3 separate regions of the Mus musculus genome follow, and regions 1 and 3 are each linked to region 2. The links are chromatin contacts, called in public Hi-C maps. All regions are on one chromosome and are shown on one strand. The core of a region is the stretch at or near the end of the contact, and the rest is flanking DNA. Distances in the headings are between cores, read along the strand shown.

Region 1 (3,889 bases), core at 830-3,329, 130 kb after region 2:
AACCTGAAGAGACCATCTCCAGTAGATAGACAGGGCTCCCAATGGGGGGATTGAGACACCAACCTACCTTCAAAAATTGTAGACCCCAAATTGTTCCTGTCTAAAAGAAATGTGGGGACAAAGATGGAACAGAGACTGAATGAATGGCTTGCTCTTTCTTCTCATTTTGCTTTTTCCTTCTGCCTTGAAATGACCTAGCTCAAAGGCTATTGGAAGATGATTTCCTTTGAGTCGGAAAGCTTCTCCACTATTCAGCCCTCCAAGTTTTTCATATGCTTGTAGCAATGCACTTTTTTTTACCCACAATATATAAGAAAGATCCAACACTTAAAACATGTTTCTTGAAACAAATTATCATAAAACAGCAAATTCCTTAGTCGCCCCATGCTTACTCCCAAGATGCTGTAAATTACAATACAATGGAGTGGGTTCAGTTCTTTTCTGTAACAGCACAGCAAGACTATTTTGGTGATGCTCAGTCTAAGACACTAATTGTTTCCTTAGAAATGTAATACATTGGAATGCCAGGGACGATTCATTTTTCTGCTTTGAATAGGGGAAGTGATGTTTGTTATCATAGAAACACTGTCTGGTATTTTCACATGGAACTCAGATCCTAAACAGGATGTGGTGGACATTAGAAACGATTTATTCCAGGGGTGAGGTTGCAAGGTTCCCTCAAGACCTGTTTGCATTATAAATGACTATCTAGCACTTTGATTCATGTGTGTGTGTGTGTACATGTGTGAATGTGTATTCATGTGTGTGCATGCGTGTACATTGTCTTGTGAATGTGTGTGTGTTAATGCATATGTATCCATGTCTCTGTGAATGTGTGTGTTCTGCATGTGAGCATATGTGAAGGTGTTTGTGGGTGTGTGCATATGTGTGAGAGTGTGATTTGTGTGAAGACAAGAGGACGACTTTTTTGTCATCCTTCATAAAGCTTTGAGACAGGGTCTCTTCTTGGCCTGAAGCTCACCTGTTAGGTAGACCGGCTGGGCAGTAAGCTTTAGGGATTCCTGTTAGGCTAGACTGGCTGGGCAGTAAGCTTTAGGGATTCCTGTTAGGCTAGACCGGCTGGGCAGTAAGCTTTAGGGATTCCTTTGACTCTGCCTCCCCAACACAGGGATCACAGTGCACACCAATACACTTGACATGCTATCTAGCACTTTATAATTAACATGACATACAGCTGGGTGAGATGGGGCATGTAGAGTACAAGGAAAACTGAGGCAGGAGGATACTAAATGTGAGTCTAGCCTGGACTGTTTAGCAAGACCCTGCCATAAAACTAAAGTAAACTAAAGTATATTACATTTAAACACTCAGATGTGTCCTTTAAAAAGGTATGTCTATATTTTGTTTTTTACATCGATCAATTGATTGATGGATGATTGATTGGCTGCACACAGCATGCTGGAGGAGGACTTGAGGGAGTCAGTTCACTCCTTCCACCACTCCTTCCACCCAGGCATCAAATAAACCTAGGCCACTGGGCTCGGTTGCAAGCACCTTTAATTGCCTGGTTATCTTGCCGGCCTGTATCTGCCTTTTCTTAAATACAGAAAGTATAGCAATGCAAGGCCGGGGTTCCTGTGTCAAGTGAATAAAGCTGACCCAATGGAGTTCCACTGTCCTTCTCATTCACACTTCCCAGTCCACCCAAGGAACACCACTCTCCATGCCAGGGTAGAAGTGAGGTCACATCCCTTGTGCCATCAGGACTGCATAGGGTCTTAGGGCTGTTTTGATTTGTCTTTTGAATATGCACCCAGCTAGACCAGGGTATCCATCTAGGTGAGCCCTGGGGTCAATTGTACTTAAGGACAGTTTTGGGGAAGGCTGAAAGGCTAGCCTTCCATTGTCACACAGCAGGGCTGGTCTAGTCCCTGTGGGTCCCAGGAAACCTTTTAGGGTAGCTGGTGCCAGTAGCTTCCAGCCTCAGCTGTGGAGTTTCTCAGGCAGCCAGAGTTCAGGACTCACCATTCACAGTGAGAATGCAGGCTGTCCTGCAGTTGCTAGCTTATGACAAGTCTAGGACCAAAAGCTTCAAGTTGAGACTCTCATCTCTCTGTTGGGAAGTTGACGCTTACACACGGCCTTTTCCCTACTCAACCGTCATCACGGCAGATACGCTGAACCTGGGGGAAGTGGGGAAAACCCAGCAGCTTAGGTTACGTTATCAGTAAGGAAAACAGATTTTTCATTTCCTGCCCCTTTTATTATTTTTTCTTCAGGCTGTGGCCAGGACCTCTCTGGCAATGAGAGATTACACTAAATTGTTCTAAATAAGGGAGGAAGAGGGACTGTCATTAATATCATCTTCCCCAAGAAAATGAACCCAATGAAGCCAGCTATCTGTGCTGGGGATCCTTTGGGAGGGTGAGCCCTGTGACCTAGGGGACCCTGCAGCTCCTCCTTACTGCAAATCCAGCCCCATAGGTCCCTTGACAAGAGGAAGTGGGTTTTTGGCTCCTCCTCTCTCCCCTTCACCCACTAAGAAAATCAAAGGCGCCTTTTATCAGTTTGGCAAAAAGACAAAGGGAATGCACTTAAAATTCTTGGTTCCTATGGTTGCCATTCTCAGAGAACCCTGAATGGAGATTTGTAGAAGTTTTTTCTTTCTTTCTTTCTTTCTTTCTTTCTTTCTTTCTTTCTTTCTTTCTTTCTTTCTTTCTTTCTTTTTTGTAACCAAGACTAGACAGCAGCCAGAAGGAGAAAGAGATCCAACGGAAAGGAACATTTTGAAATCCACTCCCCCATCCTTTCCAAGTCCTCTCTCGCTCTCCTCCCGATCCCAGGCTTCGGAGGAGGAGGAGGACAAGCATTCCCCCAGGAGAGAGGCTAATGCAATGGCCCCAGGCCGACTCTCTTCACTTCTCAGTCCTTCCTAAGCAGCTGGGAAGATGTGAATAAGTACCAGAACCAAGCCAGTCTCCAGGAAAGAGAGCTGAGTCATAGTTCCCAGTTCTGGAACTTTCCACACAGTAAGGGCTCGGTGTGTAAGAGTTGCTATGATCTTTTAGAAATACAAATTTTTGCATCCGTGTATGTGTCCATGTTTCTGTGTGTAGACATGTATGTATGTATGCAGGTGTCCGTATGTTCACTCAGAGGTTAGAGATCAATTTTTGATGTCCTTTCCCCTTGGCTCCCGACCCTGCCTCTCTCCAGAGCTTCTCCCTGAATTTGAACTCCCTCCTTCAGTTAGGCTGGCTGGTCCATGCACCCCAGGGGTCTACCTATCTCAGTCTCCTATCGGTGGTGGGACCTCAACAATGCACACCATGCTTGGCTTTTTATGTGAATGCTGGGATCCGAACTCAGGTCCTCAGACTTGTGCAGCAAGCACTTTATTGATTGAGTCATCTCCTTGACCCTCTGTTATGGGCATTTCAACATTTGATGAAAGCACTTTATTTAGAACGCTTAGCAATAAGACGTGCAGTACAGAGCAACAGCAACCAGCTGGTGGGTTGTAGGTGCCTGGTATTTCAAGCTAAAATTCCATAGGATGCTGAAGCAAAGCTCCCCCTAGACAAAATTAGCCCCACCCAATCCCAGGAATCCAAAAGCAACAGAATTAGCCTCTTCTTAATACCTGCTCTCCTTACAGTGTAGCAAGTTTGTGTCCATGAGCAAGAGGACTCTGGGATGTTAAAATGGGCTTCTGATGGATAAAGGGAATGTTATACATGTATACACAGGACACACACAGACACACAGACACACACAGACACACACACACACACACACAGACACACACACACACACACACACACACACACACACACACACACTAAAATAGCATTCAGTCATAAAGAAGTCCTGAGGTCTGAGGAACATTGATGCAACTAGAGAGCATTACCTTACATGACATAAGCCA
Region 2 (3,910 bases), core at 1,199-3,698:
TTTAAAAATGAGTAAATTACTGAAGCTCAACTATAAAAGAATCTCACATTTCAAAGGCAAGGGGGTGGGGGGAGAGAAAGAGCGTATCATTTCAAACCATCCCTAATACTTGCATGGCTGGTTTTATTTTCAATGTAATATTCAAGGGGTGTGTGTGTGTGTCTTCAGCTCCTGACTCTTGTTCTAAGCTCAGCATTTTGGAATATACATGACATGAGTTGGGGAACAGGGACATAGACCCGGTGATTAATTAAGAGCTGGTTTAACAGGTCTAAATTTCATTCTCTCTCTCTCTCTCTCTCTCTCTCACACACACACACACACACACACATACACACACCTGTTAAGTACCACATGTCTGATTCAGCAAGACTCCACCCACAAGGTTAATGAGAGAGTGAGAGAGAGAGAGAAGGAGAGGAGGAGGAGGAGGAGGAGGAGGAGGAGGAGGAGGAGGAGGAGGAGGAGGAGGAGGAGGAGAGAAGAGAGATTGCAAACCGAGGTCCCAAATTATGTTGTCAAGGGTAATTCACCAACCAACTACAAGCTCACCCAGTTTAAACTGTCCTATTTGGTGGGGGATTTCATGTGGCATATTAGGTGAAGTTTGAGATGCCCACCTTGGTACCGAGTTTGCTGCCTGAAGGAAGAGGATCCGATCTCTCCTGTGAGGAATCTTTCCTAAGTAAATGGCAAGTGGTAGGAGGGAAATTGGTTCTCATTTGCCCTGCCTTAGGAAGTGAGGAACTGCAAGCCACATCCCCCCACCCCCCACTCCCCTAAAGGATCTGGCCATGAGGTAAAGCATTCCTCCCTTTGTCTTAAGCTCCCCTTTGATGTGCAAGTCACTGGTGGAGTAAACCGTGATGACTTTGATGTTGAACTTGGAGACTTTATTGTTACTAGCATGCCTATAAGGAGAGCCGCCAGTCACTTCTCACATCTGAACAACCATGTTCCTTTACAGCCCCTTTTTTACAAGCATCAAATCCTTAAATACATGTTTTCCCATTCCTGTTGATTACTATGCTATCTGTGGTGGGGGAGGGCTGTGCTCCAATGTAATTGCAGCACCCACGTTTTCTGTAAACACCCCGAGGCGAGGCATCGTCAGATGGCTGGTAACCAAACTCCCTCAACAAGAGAAGCTTAACTGCAAAACAAATTTCTAGCAAATAAAAACATCCCGAGAAACTCTCTGAGCCATTTTAGTAGTCAAAAGGAGGAGTTTGGTCAGTATTTCTCCTAAGCAACCATTTGAAACGACACAGAAACTGTAAAAGAGTTGGCGGCGGCGGCAGGGGCCTGCGGAGAGGCTGCCAAAAGTTTGAACCATCTTAACTCATTGTAACAACTTTGTTTCTCTGCAGTGGTGGAAACAGGAAACTTCTGTTAAGACGATTCTGCTGGATAGAAGCCTGGCTTTCCCTTTAAATTTCTACCCAACCAGAAACAGGCAATGTGCTCAGTCTTTAAAGGAGCTGTTGAAGATACAACTCTAATTTCACGTGCTGACTCCCATCAGATTTTTCTTTCCAAACTTTGTTTAATCACTTCTGGAAATGTCAAATATCATCCCCTCACCCCAACCCTCACTTACATCACAGGAAACTGGTGTCTAACAGACCCTTCTCCTTCGATCAACATTGTAATAAAACTCAAGTTCTTTTGGATTTCTGGCTTCAGATGAAGTAGGGACAGATCTCCATGTTTCCTTCTGGTTCTGTTTGCTGTTGTTGTTTTGTTTGTTTGTTTGTTTGTTTTTAAGCAGGTGGCCCAGGAGGCACAGCATTTCTGCCTGCTAATCACTGGGGAGAAATGGGGGGGTGTACTACATCTCTTAGGGATCTGGGGCTTTAGTGTGCCGTTGGGAATACAATCACGGTGGAATACAGTGGTTTAGGCTGTTTGGTGGTCTTCATTTTTCAGTTAATACCCCACTCCTAGGTTTCAACTCAACCATCAAAAATGGAAAAGGCTTTGGGCTAGAACTTGATAAAGCAGGGCTGTAATTTGCCAGAACTAAGTTTAGGCATATTTGTTAATATTAATGAAAGCCTTCTTGTTTTAAAATGTATTTAAATAGCTGGCATTAGTAATTACCTCTTTCTACCTTAGAATTTTCACTTCCAAAAGGAGCTGGTTAGCCGACTGAAGTATCTTAAGCAGTTATAGTTGGGGACAGGGAGTAAAGAAGTCAGCAGGCTTCTGTGTGCCTTTCCTACATCTTGAACGAGAGACCCCAGCCCACCTTTCAACTGTAACGGAAACATTTTTTTTTCTTATAGAAACATGAACTCTGGAAAAGACCTTGGCAGCTGTCAATCACAACCTTCTAATTTTACAAACAGGGCAAGAAGGCAAGCGAAGAAAACCTGCCAGTTACCATGCAGCAGATCCAGACTAGAGCCCATGCCTTCATCCGCTTCCCTCCACACGCAGGCTGGGGCTTTCCACTCCTCAACACCGTGTGGCAACTGGGGGCCCAGATGACTCATGCATCAAATAAAGGTGTTGAACTTAAGCGATTTCTCAATCAGAATCATCTATGCAGCTTACAATTTACCAGCACATGCGATCCACCAAGGCCATCAGACCAAAATCACCAGAATCTCAAATAGAACACGCACACACAAATACACATATATTGTTTAAAATTTGACTTTTAAGTACATGTCTGTGTGTGTGTGTGTGTGTGTGTGTGTGTGTGTGTGTGTATGTGTGTGGGGGGTATGTGCACATGAGTACAGGAGGCCAGTAGAGCGTGTTGGATTGGGTTGATTGGCCTGGCATGAGCACTGTGACTAAAACTCAGGTCCTCTGTAAGCAGTGTGAAGTTTTAAAAGCTCCAGCTCTCTAATCCCTAAGAGCCTGTATACCTTGAAAGTTCCATCCTGTCTAATATACTGACAATACTGGGTGCTGAGAGACCAGAGAGCCTCTGAGATCCGTTCTAGGCCTGCTGCAGGGCGTTTAGCAAGGTTTGGGGAAAGCCTGTGACTGAGCTCTCTTTTTGCTCATCCACCAAGCCATCCTACTTCTGTCAGACTGGTTGTGCTGCTGGAGTTACCTATATGAAGGCAGCTGGCATGTTTACTCAAACATTACCCACCACAGCATACACTCACCAAGGACACAGACTACATATGTCATGGTCACCACTGTCTGAGTAGCCCACAGCATTGAAGCTGCCCCAAGCAATGGGGTAGGTATATTGCACAACCACCTCCCAGGGCCAGAGTCAGTTGGAGTGTTGTCTGCCTCCACACCACTCAGAGTCCAACTTTACTGGCGTTTCCAGATGAAAACTCACTCTACACAAAAGGCAGGGTGTCTGGTTATTGGAATCAGAGACAGGGTGTCTGGTCATTTGGAGTAGGAGGTAGGATGTCTGGTCATTAACCCCACTCCCCCAGCTTGGCCACTGCAGACACACTGAGAGGATGCTTAGGCCGGAGAAAGGCCCTTTTGTTCATAGGAAGTGCTGAGGAAGAGCTTAGGAGTAGGGAATCTTTACTTTGTTGCTGAAAAAAATAACATTAAATTAAAAAAAAAAAGATAGAAAAGGTAACACAGGAAAGACATTGCTGTTTCCATTAGAGTTGGCTGGACTCTGTGGCCAACTCCCCCACCTGCTCTGGGAGATTCAGTTCCCACATACAGGTCTGGAGTCAATGTTGCAAACAGAGGCCAGAACTCCAGACAGTGTCATTCAGGAAAAGGAGTAGAGAGCTTTGCCATTATCATAAGCGCCCTTATTGGACTGCCTAGACTGCCTCAGGACCCTCTCCTGTTTAGGTCACGTGGGGTTAAGAGATCTGGGGGTAACATTCCACCCACTTCCTCCTTCATGCTAGTGTTTAGCAAGGCCACAGAAAACGATTCCAAGTGTGGCTGTTACTGAAGTGAT
Region 3 (4,399 bases), core at 685-3,184, 230 kb after region 2:
CTTTCTTTCTTTCTTTCCTTCCTTCCTTCCTTCCTTCCTTCCTTTTTTCTTTCTTTTTTTAATGAGACAGGGTCTCATCAGGTAGTTGTGGTTGGCCTAGAACTTGCTAGTCATAACCATAGAGCTCTACCTTCCTCTGCTTCCTGAGTACTAGGACCGAATGCCTGTGAAACCGTATCTCTTCTAAGCAGGAGCCAGGCTGATCCACAACATATGTGGGAGGAGGGACCCCACAGGCTGGGGCTCTGCTGCAGCAAGGAAGACATGGCATCAAGCCTTGGCAGTCCCAAAGAGCAACCCCCACCCTAACAGGAAGCATGGCCAATGGAGGGACAAAGGCTCAGTAGCTAGAGCCGTCCAGGCTGGAGAACCACTTCCTGGCTATGAAATACTGGGTAAGGAGTAAGCTACTTCCCCTCTCTGAGCCCTTCTTTTCTTCTACAAAGCAAGGATCTATCTGTCTAGGGTGGAATATACCTGCCTTGCAGGGTTATCCTAAACATAAGATAATGTATATAATGGATCAACAAACATGCCTACTTATTGGTCAATAGAAAGACTTCCTCTTGTTGTTTCTTTAAAGACCTGAAGACAACAGGGTCTTGATGTGTGGTGGTGTATTTATGCTCAAACAGAGACCCTGCGTCATCTCTAGAGTTGACATATAGCTGTGTTCTCAAGGAGAAGAGAATGGCCTTCCCCCAACAAGACTCTTCACCATGCCCATTGGATTGCAGCTTCTTCTTACCTCTGTGCCCTGGTTCCATCTCAGAAGCACATTCAAATCTTTCCACATCCTTGAGATCTCCTCTCAGTTCATTCTCTCTGCATATTACATTGGAGAAACTAATTTTATTTCCAGACAAGGTGTCCTGTAGCACAGGCTGGTTTGAAACTTCCTACTTAGCTGAGAATGGCCTTGAACTTCTGATCTTCCTGCCTCTACACTCAGAGTAACCGTATTAGAGGTGTGCATTCTGGTTTATGCAGTAGTGGGACGAGAATCCAGAGCTTCACGAGTCAAGTCCCTGCTCTTGATATTCTAAAGTGTGTGTTTACTATGAGCCAGAGATTTCCTGAACATCTATTAGCCAGGATGCTGCTGGGAACCAACAGTCCTTCCCTCACAAAGTCAACAAACCAATAAGAATTTAGCATGGGGGAAGAGAGATTCCTGGAGTTTTCTCCAAAATGTCTTATAAGCAGTCCCATCTTGCTGGCCAGTCTTAAATACTGTCCTTAAAAAGACCTGGGTTCTACGATGTTCTAAGCCTTAGAGTGTAAGGTAAGGGGTGGTGGTTCAGATCCTGTGTGTCCCTGTAGGTTGCTTCATAGGCATTAAAAACAGTTCTCCTTCTGACCCACTAAAGTGGATTACTTGTGTGTGGGGTGTGTGGGTACATTCCTGTGTGTAGGTACATGTATGTATTTGCACATACATACCTGTGTATATGGAGGTCAGAGGTTAACATCAACTGTCATTCCTCAGACCCTGTCCACCTTATGTTTGTGGCAGTGTCTCTCATTGGCTTGGAGCTCTCACCAAGGAAGCCAGCCTGGTTGGTTAGAGATACCGGGTGATCCACCTTCTCCACCATTCCAGCTCCCCCCTCCCGTGCAACCATGCTTGGCATTTTAAGGCAGTCTGTGGGGATCAAACTCAGTTCCCCACACTTGCAAGGCAAGCACTTTACTGACCAAACCATCTCCCTAACCTTGGATTACTTATTTATATAATTTGTTTACCCTAAGCATTGACCACAAAGCTCTGGGGGAGACAGGCCAGCTGCTAAGGGAAGATCAGATGCCCAGAAGGTCCCCCCCCCCACCCCCGCCGCTAAGACACAAAGCGTCTCACCGTGATTCACACTCAGACTGAGAGATAGCTGTCATTTCGTTTCCTTGTCTCATTTCCTCTGCAGTCTGATATTCTCTGAAATCAGCCCCCCACCCCCACCTCCGTGCAGGGAGATTGTGAGAGCAAAGAGGTAGATAAGGAGGGAGGGGCAGAGGAGGAGACAGACATTTCAGTCTAGAACTGATCGACCCATGTGAAAGCCACTCTTTGAGTCTCACCCTCTCTCTTTATCACTGAGGTCCTTTTCAAAAATCTGCTAGGGTTGGATGAGAGATATTTGATGCTGCCAGGAGGCAGTGATCCTGGGACATCCTCAGGGATGTCAATGTCTTAGAGAGCAGGATCACCTTGTTCAGAGGCCTCTCTTATTTTTATTTATTTTAAAATGCTTATTGCATGTGTGCATGTATGTATGTATGTATGTATGTATGTATGCATGTGGAGGCCAGAGGCCAAACTCAGGGATTTGTCCTCCAGGATGCTGGCTATTTAAAAGCTAGATACTGTGTTTGACACTTTTGGGGGAGGGGTGGGGTGTGTCACAGTACACACGTGGTGGTCAGAAGACAACTCCGGCGAAGCCAGTTCTCTTCATTTCCCTTTCCATGAGTTCTAGGACCAGAACTCAGGTTGCCAGGCTTGGGTGGCAAGCACGTTTACCCAGTAGGCCTTCTCACCAGCCCCACCTTGGTATTTTCTTACTGGCCTGGAATTCAACAAGCAGGCTAGATTGACTGGCCAGCCAGTAAAACTCAGGGGAACTGCCTGTCTCTGCCTCCCCAGTGCTGGGATTACATGTGTGTGCCTCCACGCCTGACTTTTTAAAAGTGGGTTCTGGGGAACAAACTGAGGAGGTCGTAATGATACTTTACTAACTGAGCCATGCCGTCTGCCCTTTTTCCTCTGGGAGAGTCACCACTTACCGGATAACACACACACAACACATATTTGTTAATTCCACAAAGGGAGAGAGAAGAGAGTTGCACTGAGTTAAACCAGCTCTGACACCTCTCTGGCCCCAGCCTGGGATTAGCTGTGAAGTTCAGATGGCAGTGCCAGGAGAACCAACTTAAAACAAAATCTCTCTTTGGTAACACTGCCTCTGACTCAAGTCTGATGGAAAGTTATCAACTTTGGAAACCCTCAAGGAAGAGGCAAAAACATCACATCAGCTCTTGTTTCTTTTGATGTTCAAAAGAGAACTACCTTAAACACCAGGATGGAGACGGGGGAGGAAGGATGCCAGGCTCACCGGGCACAGTCACGTATGTAAGGCAGCTTCCCCAGGTGACCTCAGTGAGAGAGCAGCATTCTCTGCATCTGGGTTTCCTTTGCTGTAAAAAGTCAACGGCACCTTCTACTCTATCCCCCACAAACCTCTCAAACTCCTATTCATCTCCCAAGACCCATTTTGATGCTCTCTCCCTGTGAGGTTCCCTCACCCTTCACTTCTCTCTCCCGCCTAGCATCCACTGTGTTGGGGCAGTTAACTCTCGCTGATTTACTGCCTCCAGCTACTCTGAAGGGCAGATGTCTACATATTCTTCACTTTTATGGTGCTTGGTATCTAGTACTTGAGGGCTGAGGGCTTATAAAAATGATCTGAGAAACATGGTGGGAAGGGGCTTTAAAACTAGGGCCATCAACATATAATGTGGTTATTATGAAGGGCAGACTTCACAGTAGGGTGGCAGCCTATTGACTGCCCAGAGAAATATGCTTCCAGGATGACAGGAATAGACCCCGTTAACGCGTTTAATCCATTACCACTGGCTAAAATGAGCTAAGCACCTGCAGACTCAGAGGGGAAGGAACCAGTAGAGATTCAGCAAGGCCGCCTCTCCTCCTGTCACTGTGTCCCAACTGCTTGATCCAGGATTTCGAACCCTCCCTGCCCACAGGCTCTGAGGTAAGGCGATTATATAAGGGATGAATGCAGCCCTCGCTTGTTTTAATAAAAGAAACAGCCCATTTAAAGGAACACGGACCTCAGTGGCTTGGAGATCTCTGACTGAATGTGATCCAGAGGCCATGCAATACAAAACAGCTGTCTAGAGAATAGCTGGTTTTTCCTCTTTAAAACACTCTGGAAAATTTGCTCTGTCCCTGTGCCAAGATGAAAAAATGAAAACCAGAAGGGCTGCTCGGAACGTCTCTTCATTTTACAGACTACTTTAATGCATAATGCCATAAAGACAGAAGCTCTGCTACTAGAAGGCCCTGAGCGCTCCGTGGAGAGGCCGGCCACCATGTGGGATTTGCAAGCAGACCCCGGGGGTGGGATGGGGGGGGGGGAGGACTCTCCATCTGAGATAGATTTCAGAGCCGCCTGCAGGGGCCTTAGGTTATAGGAGTTTCCTAAGAAAATATCAGCAAACTGGCCTGCTTTGGAAAACTTTCCCACTGTACAGCATAATGCTAATTGATCATGTCTGATGATGAAGAGGCTAATAAAGGTGGTGCTGGTGTTGAGAGTGATGATGGTGGTGGTGATTATGGGAGTGATGATGTTGGTAACTGTAGTGATAGTGCTGACTGTGA

The links. Hi-C and Micro-C count contacts between places; a contact is called where the count stands out from the background.
Region 1: a contact with region 2 is called in a Hi-C map of Th1 cells, with 2.6 times the contacts expected there. The contact joins two enhancer-like sites. A contact is called at or near these places in 2 of 39 promoter capture datasets (both in liver), 23 of 484 Hi-C or Micro-C datasets (CD4 T cells, the HPC-7 cell line, LSK cells and 13 more), 7 of 115 datasets of contacts at active chromatin or transcription factors (the SCID.adh cell line, T-cell acute lymphoblastic leukemia, embryonic hindbrain and 4 more) and 1 of 9 other capture datasets (adipose tissue).
Region 3: a contact with region 2 is called in a Hi-C map of Th1 cells, with 2.6 times the contacts expected there. The contact joins two enhancer-like sites. A contact is called at or near these places in 8 of 484 Hi-C or Micro-C datasets (CD4 T cells, Th1 cells, epidermal suprabasal cells and 4 more), 12 of 115 datasets of contacts at active chromatin or transcription factors (CD8 T cells, the SCID.adh cell line, Th17 cells and 9 more) and 1 of 9 other capture datasets (pancreatic islet).

The regions. Positions count from the first base shown.
Region 1 is chr9:69,163,846-69,167,734 of GRCm38.p6, reverse strand. All of the region lies in intron 1 of Rora (RAR-related orphan receptor alpha), which reads right to left. Among named protein-coding and RNA genes, the nearest start is that of Gm46153, 140 kb to the left of the region's middle. Within about 2 kb of position 2,079, at least 50 of the 459 cell types and tissues checked have an H3K27ac peak or open chromatin away from gene starts, as enhancers often do. A contact at or near this core is called in the P5424 cell line, the SCID.adh cell line, Th1 cells and 2 more, where this site is marked.
Region 2 is chr9:69,299,034-69,302,943 of GRCm38.p6, reverse strand. The region is part of intron 2 of Rora (RAR-related orphan receptor alpha); the gene reads right to left. Gm46153 (a long non-coding RNA gene) reads left to right here. Exons shown (of 2, transcript XR_001779364.2): 2 at 2,289-2,524. Among named protein-coding and RNA genes, the nearest start is that of Gm46153, 4.6 kb to the left of the region's middle. Within about 2 kb of position 2,448, at least 58 of the 459 cell types and tissues checked have an H3K27ac peak or open chromatin away from gene starts, as enhancers often do. A contact at or near this core is called in CD8 T cells, the P5424 cell line, the SCID.adh cell line and 7 more, where this site is marked.
Region 3 is chr9:69,071,001-69,075,399 of GRCm38.p6, reverse strand. The region is part of intron 1 of Rora (RAR-related orphan receptor alpha); the gene reads right to left. Among named protein-coding and RNA genes, the nearest start is that of Gm46153, 230 kb to the left of the region's middle. Within about 2 kb of position 1,934, at least 15 of the 459 cell types and tissues checked have an H3K27ac peak or open chromatin away from gene starts, as enhancers often do. A contact at or near this core is called in CD8 T cells, the SCID.adh cell line, Th1 cells and 4 more, where this site is marked.